2 separate regions of the Rattus norvegicus genome follow, and region 1 is linked to region 2. The links are chromatin contacts, called in public Hi-C maps. All regions are on one chromosome and are shown on one strand. The core of a region is the stretch at or near the end of the contact, and the rest is flanking DNA. Distances in the headings are between cores, read along the strand shown.

Region 1 (2,927 bases), core at 259-2,758, 120 kb before region 2:
TGGTTTCCTTTCCTTTTCTTTTTCTTTTTTGTTCCCCTTCGGTTGCACTAGACACAGCCTGCAACCGATTCTGTGTAGAGTTGGAAAGAGTGAGGCTTCCAAACTGGTCGCCATCAGCAAAGCCAAGACTCCTCCGGTCAGGGTCATTTGGATGTGAACAGGGTCGTGATATTCCTCTTCACTGGGCGAGCTAGAGGATGCAATCCCTTTCTCATTCCTCTTACGGGGTTGTTCTCCAGGGGTTTGCTTTAGATGGCTTGCTATCTTGCTTGATTTCACAATGACCTTCGGAAACAAAAGCAATGAAAGCTGGAGTGGTTAATTATTTTTGTCATCATTATTAGATCCTAAATAGATTAAACATGCCACAGACTTTATTTCAAGGCATGTGCCACACTCAGAATCCGTCACTTTGGATCATGGAGCGACTTGCGATGTATTTAGACTCAGCCAGTCGTGTGAAAGGGTAGGGTTCAGCTAACAGGAGTGGGGACCCCCTATAAGAAAGCCAGATAAGGAGATAGGAAGGCCTTCAAGAATAAGTACCCCAAGAGTCTATAATGAAAGACAAATTCTTTTTTTTAATCCCCAGTTTTCTATCGCCGTTTGGTGACATCCTGCAAAGGTCAATGTGACTTAACCATTGACAACAAGAGAGAAGATATTTATGCAGAGGACTCAAACCATTAAACCCAACTGGGCTGTCTCTCCTACCCCAGACTAATTGTTGTGTGTGTATCTCCATGTGACCAGTGGTGTTCATCAGTGGAAATCTGTTTTCATTCAGGACAAACTTGAGAAAGAAGCACGGGGAATAGACAGACATGACCAGCATGTGGCACTGGGGCCATAGGCAGACATGGTCCTATCCTCCTAGAAACACTGTGGAAACAGCACACACCATGAAGGGCTCAGTGCGGATCTCTGAGGCCACTATAGTTACCGACTTTCTGGTTTTGTAGATTAACGAATCAGGAGAAGTTAGTCTCTGCTTACTATTTTTCTTTAAAACTCTCAAGTTCATGGTTTACAGCGACATAGTAAGCAAGAGCAATGGGCCTCTGATTTTCATTAGGCTAAAATGAGATGCCCATCCCGTAACTGAGGCCCTGTGTCTGGTACACAAGGTAGCAGTACATTTACCTGATCCAGAACGCCTTCTGCTTCTCTGCCGAGTTCATCCAGGGATACAACAATAGACACAGAATGACTTCCCCGCTCGCTAGCAACTGTGTGGACAGCAGGGAGAGGGGGCCTCTGTTCATAGGATCGTATGGGCAGTTTTAATGGATGTCTCAGTGGGGCACTTGAGAATAGGTGCTCAGCTCATGACCCTGTCCCTATCCCTGTCCCTAGCTAACCAACTCCTTGTGTAGCCAAGAATGTGACAGATGTGACAACTATATGTCTCAGGAAAAAAAATCTGAAAGACTTCTGACTTTTAAATTCCTCTAAGTCTCCCTAGCCCAGAACACACAATGACGCATGTGTCCGGCTTCTGAATCTTAGGCTTAGAAAAAAAAAATGCTACTCAAATTAAACCAGGGGTTAGGATTTTTGTTTGGTTTGGGTCTGGCTCCTTTGAAAAGGATTTTTAATAAAAGCCTTCTGCAGCCTGTGCTGGAGGAGAGAGTTGCCGCTTTCCCCAGACTTTCACTTCTACCCTCTCCGCCCTGCTCACGGGGATGAGGAGGCATGGAGGTGCTGTCTGCACAGCTCTCAGACACACAAGGAGCTGGGCATCTGTGGAGACTCAGGAGACGATCCCCTTCGTGCTGACTCAGAGGCCCACCGTATGACTCCAGTCTGGCGCTGTCACGCCTGGTTATGGAAAGGCAAGAACAATGCCTCCCTTGAGAAGAGGGGAAAAGTCCAGCGCAGTCACAATTCTGATGTAAAATTTAAATCATCCCTCCACATCCTGTGGACTTACAGCTGTCAAAAAGGCAAGACCAGACTTAAATGGAAAAAAAAAGCGTCTTATTTCCTTTAAAAAAATTATGCTCTTCGTGCCTATAAATATCAAACTTCCAAATCCCAGCTCCTAACACCACATTATTCTAAGTAATTTATAAGTAATTACAACAAAAGACTCTGACATTTTTAACCTGTAGATGGCCGAGGGTTAAACTGCTGTTTCTATGATTAATGGCTGATGTATTACAATACATCAATTGAATAATTCACACCAAATGACCAGATACGAACTGGCATTAATATTTTTTTATTTTTTTCTATAACATCTATGTTTGGCCATTTTATTTTTTTCTGACAACCTAAAGGGACTGTGTCTTCATCTCAGTCATTGGTGCTTTCTTCAAGAGAGTTAAAGGTTCGTAATCCTAGGGTTAGAGGCATTGTTTAGTCAGATGTTAATAGCTCGAAATTGGTGTTGCTGTCTGTGGGAGGGGAATATAATTCTAAGAATTATTAATGACTCAAACGAAGGCAGATTTTGTCGCTCTCAGATAGAATGTGTCCACTGCAATATTCTTTTTTTTCCTTTTTGCTTACAAATGAGTACTAGTTTTGATGATTTTTTTTAATAATTTAGAATTCTGTTGAAACATTTACCGGCCCTCTCTAGATGGAAATGGCTTTGTATTTGTCATGCAGACTTCTCTCCAAACTCATCTCCCTTCCTTGCTATGACAACAGAATGGATTCCTAGATATTTTTTTCTCCATCTTAGAGAAGGAGAGCTCACGTCTAGTACAGATTGGCCACATTTAATAATCTCTCTACTTTCAGAGTTTCTGTTTTAGGCACTTAACGTGATTTAATTTGAAACAAATATAATAAAACCTAAAGACATTCAAACTGGCAGATCCATTCAGCTGAGTAAATTAGCTTTATAGACCAGGTGTAATATTGCTTGCAATAAAGAAATCATGTTTCTAGGGGTCAAGATTTCAAGTAGCCCAGGT
Region 2 (2,906 bases), core at 124-2,623:
GAAAATACTAAAACAGAAAATGAAAGCTCGGACAATTTTTCTCTGACCAGACCAGTTGTTTGGTGGGTGAAATCGAGATGAAACTCCTTCAGAAGAAACGTTGGGGTTTTATAGAGTGGCTGCTGTGTGTGCACAGTCCCCGCCTCTCTTCTAGTTTCCCACCATGTTGTATGTCCTTTCTGGTCTTCCCTCTTACCAACCCTGTCTTCCTCCTGCTGTCTACTCCCCACTCTCTCAGAAACTTACAAGTGTGGAACTTGGTGCTTCCCTTCCTCACCCGTCTTCTTTTTTCTGACTTCATGACTTATTTGGCTCCAAATGGACAGTGTTCATTAGTCGTGCACTTCATGCGAGGGCTTGTATGTGAGAGCCATGCTCTCCCACTGTCAGTTAAAATGCTGTCACTGTAGAAGTGGAAGAACAGGGTAAGTGCCGTGGTGGGTGGGACTGCAATGCCAATGAATGGAAGCTACAAACTGCTGTTGGTGTGTGTCCCCATAGTGCTGGCAACCCTGAGGACCATTGGAAAGACAGTTGTCCAAAGGAAGTAGAGAAGGAAAGCCAGTTGAGTCTCTTTGCCTGTGCTTTCTGAGACATGTCATACAGTAACCTACAAATGATTAGCCCCTCCTTTCAGCTGTACCCATTTCCTTCTCATAGAGGTCAGAGAGCGATGATCCTCATTACAGAAATACATGTGGGAACCACTAGTACAGTGTAATGACAGCTGACGGCAGATATGTGCATGTGTTTATGTGTATATGTATGTCTGTTATGTGTATATGTGTATATGTATGTATTTAAGGGTTTGGTATGTGTTTATGTATGTCTGCATATACCTGTTATTGTATACACATGTATGTGTATACATTTTGTATATGTATATACACCTGTGTGTATGCATAGATGCATTGGTTTATGTGTCTGTATATATGTTTGTTTCTGTATGTATGTATATGTGTGTGTATGTGTGTGTGTGTGCAGATGTATCTGTATGTGTTTCTGTGTGCATGTGTGTGTAAGAAGTGGTTCTCTTTGACAGTTATAAGCTGATTTGTAGTTCTAGCACTGGTTAACATTTTTGAGTGGCATTGTGAGCCTAACCCTATTAAAGGCTTGCATACACTAGCCTTCCCAGCAAACACGAGATAAGAGCAGTCATTATCTACCTTCAGGTGAGTAACTTGAGGTAGCAAGAGGGTAAATTACTTGCCAAAGAGCAATAAACCCATAAGAGATGGAGTCGGGTTTTATGACATTAAATCATTCTTTTTTCCTTTTTATATCTAGTAGCAAGAAGACAAAGAGTTTCTGTACCAGAGGAATGACTTTCTGCAGCTCCCTGTTGGAATGCTGCCCTGACAGAGCTTGCAGTGGTTCTGGTGGCAACTAATAATAAAACTACCACGTGGAAATGTCTGCGGGCTACACAAGACCAGCTAGCTTTTGATAGGGGCGACTGGGGCGACCAGCGACCCCACTGCTCACTTATTACCTTGTTTGTGTGCAGAGAAGATAACTGGGCAGAGTGGGGGATGTCTGAGACCTAGAACTTGGGGACTGGAAGGAGGAGGATCAGAAGTTCAGCTCAGACAATGAAACCAGTCAGGGAGAGAGAGGGAGAGAGAGAGATAGACAGACAGACAGACAGACAGACAGACAGACAGACATGGGGGAGTGGGGTGTCTAGAGCAGTAGTTCTCAACCTTTCTAATGCTGGACCCTTTAACACAGTTCCTCATGTTGAAGTGCCCACCCCAACCATAGAATTATTTTGTTATTGTGATTCTACTACTGTATCCATCATAATATCAATACCTCTTAGGAGCGGAGGTTTGTAGATTTTGTCATGGCCTACAGGTTAAGAGCCACTGGGCTGGAGCAATTGCTCAGTGTTTAGAAGCATTCTTCCCGGGGACCTGGATTTGTTTTCCAGCACCCTTGTCATCAAGTCTTATGAGGGCGTACCCCTTATTGCCTGTAACTCCAGCTTTTGGGGATCTAATGCCCTCTCCTGGCAGGCACACCTGTACCCTTCACAGAGGCTCACACAGACAGACACACGTGCGTTCATAAAAATCAAATCTTACAAGAGATACGACAGCATTCACACAAATGATCCTTGTAAGGAACAAATACGGACCCCAGACATGTGGCAGCTGTGCCGTGTTAATTTTGGCATATTTAATTATGCAATGGAGAAATACTCTTCTAAAAAGGTGATTCCGGGCTGTATATACCCGAAGAGACATGTCCAAATTTCTAGCCAGTGCAAACAGAAAATGTAAGCTTATCGCAAGTAACTCAGGTCATGTCCGTCTCTGGGATTGATTGTATGTTTAAAACTCGCAGAAGGTAGCCTTGTCAAAGCCATTTCTTTCCCTTCTAGAAAGTTTTTAATAACGTTCAGGCGAAAACAGGCACACACTTTGACAATACTAAAACGAAAGCCCTTCCAGGCTTAAGTAACTTGAGCATAATTACATATAAAAAGTGAGGCCGGTGCAGGCTGAGGGCTGCGGAACGTCAGCTTGACTTCTGTGGTTTGTGGAGACGTGCAGAACTTTGTAACATATCCTGGAACTTGACATTGGTAGCGTAGCTGCAGCCATGGGTGGGCTCCGGAATAATTCTGGGCCCTACTGGTCTCAAGTGTACACAGGGCTTTTCTTATTTGTAAGAATCTACTGCTTACCCTGCGTTGTATAACAGCTGCCCCGGAGTATTGTCTGGACAAGAAGATGCTGTCCCCCCCGAAGTGAATTTCTATTGACGTCATTTGCAGATTAACCTGAGTCTTCCCCCCACAGATCCTCATTTCTTGTCTTTACTCGCGTGATTAATCAGCAGCGTGCTGTCCTGGAACTGTACTGACTTACACACTGGCCTTTGCTCTTCAGCTCCCG

The links. A called contact is a pair of places that touch in the nucleus more often than the background predicts.
Region 1: a Hi-C map of Schwann cells shows a contact between it and region 2, with 1.7 times the contacts expected there. The contact joins two enhancer-like sites. A contact is called at or near these places in 2 of 12 Hi-C or Micro-C datasets (Schwann cells and mammary epithelial cells).

Annotation. Positions count from the first base shown.
Region 1 is chr4:178,847,177-178,850,103 of GRCr8, reverse strand. The region is part of intron 1 of Sox5 (SRY-box transcription factor 5); the gene reads left to right. Among named protein-coding and RNA genes, the nearest start is that of Sox5, 42 kb to the left of the region's middle. Within about 2 kb of position 1,508, at least 11 of the 93 cell types and tissues checked have an H3K27ac peak or open chromatin away from gene starts, as enhancers often do. A contact at or near this core is called in Schwann cells, where this site is marked.
Region 2 is chr4:178,725,663-178,728,568 of GRCr8, reverse strand. The region is part of intron 3 of Sox5 (SRY-box transcription factor 5); the gene reads left to right. Among named protein-coding and RNA genes, the nearest start is that of Sox5, 160 kb to the left of the region's middle. Within about 2 kb of position 1,373, at least 1 of the 93 cell types and tissues checked has an H3K27ac peak or open chromatin away from gene starts, as enhancers often do. A contact at or near this core is called in Schwann cells, where this site is marked.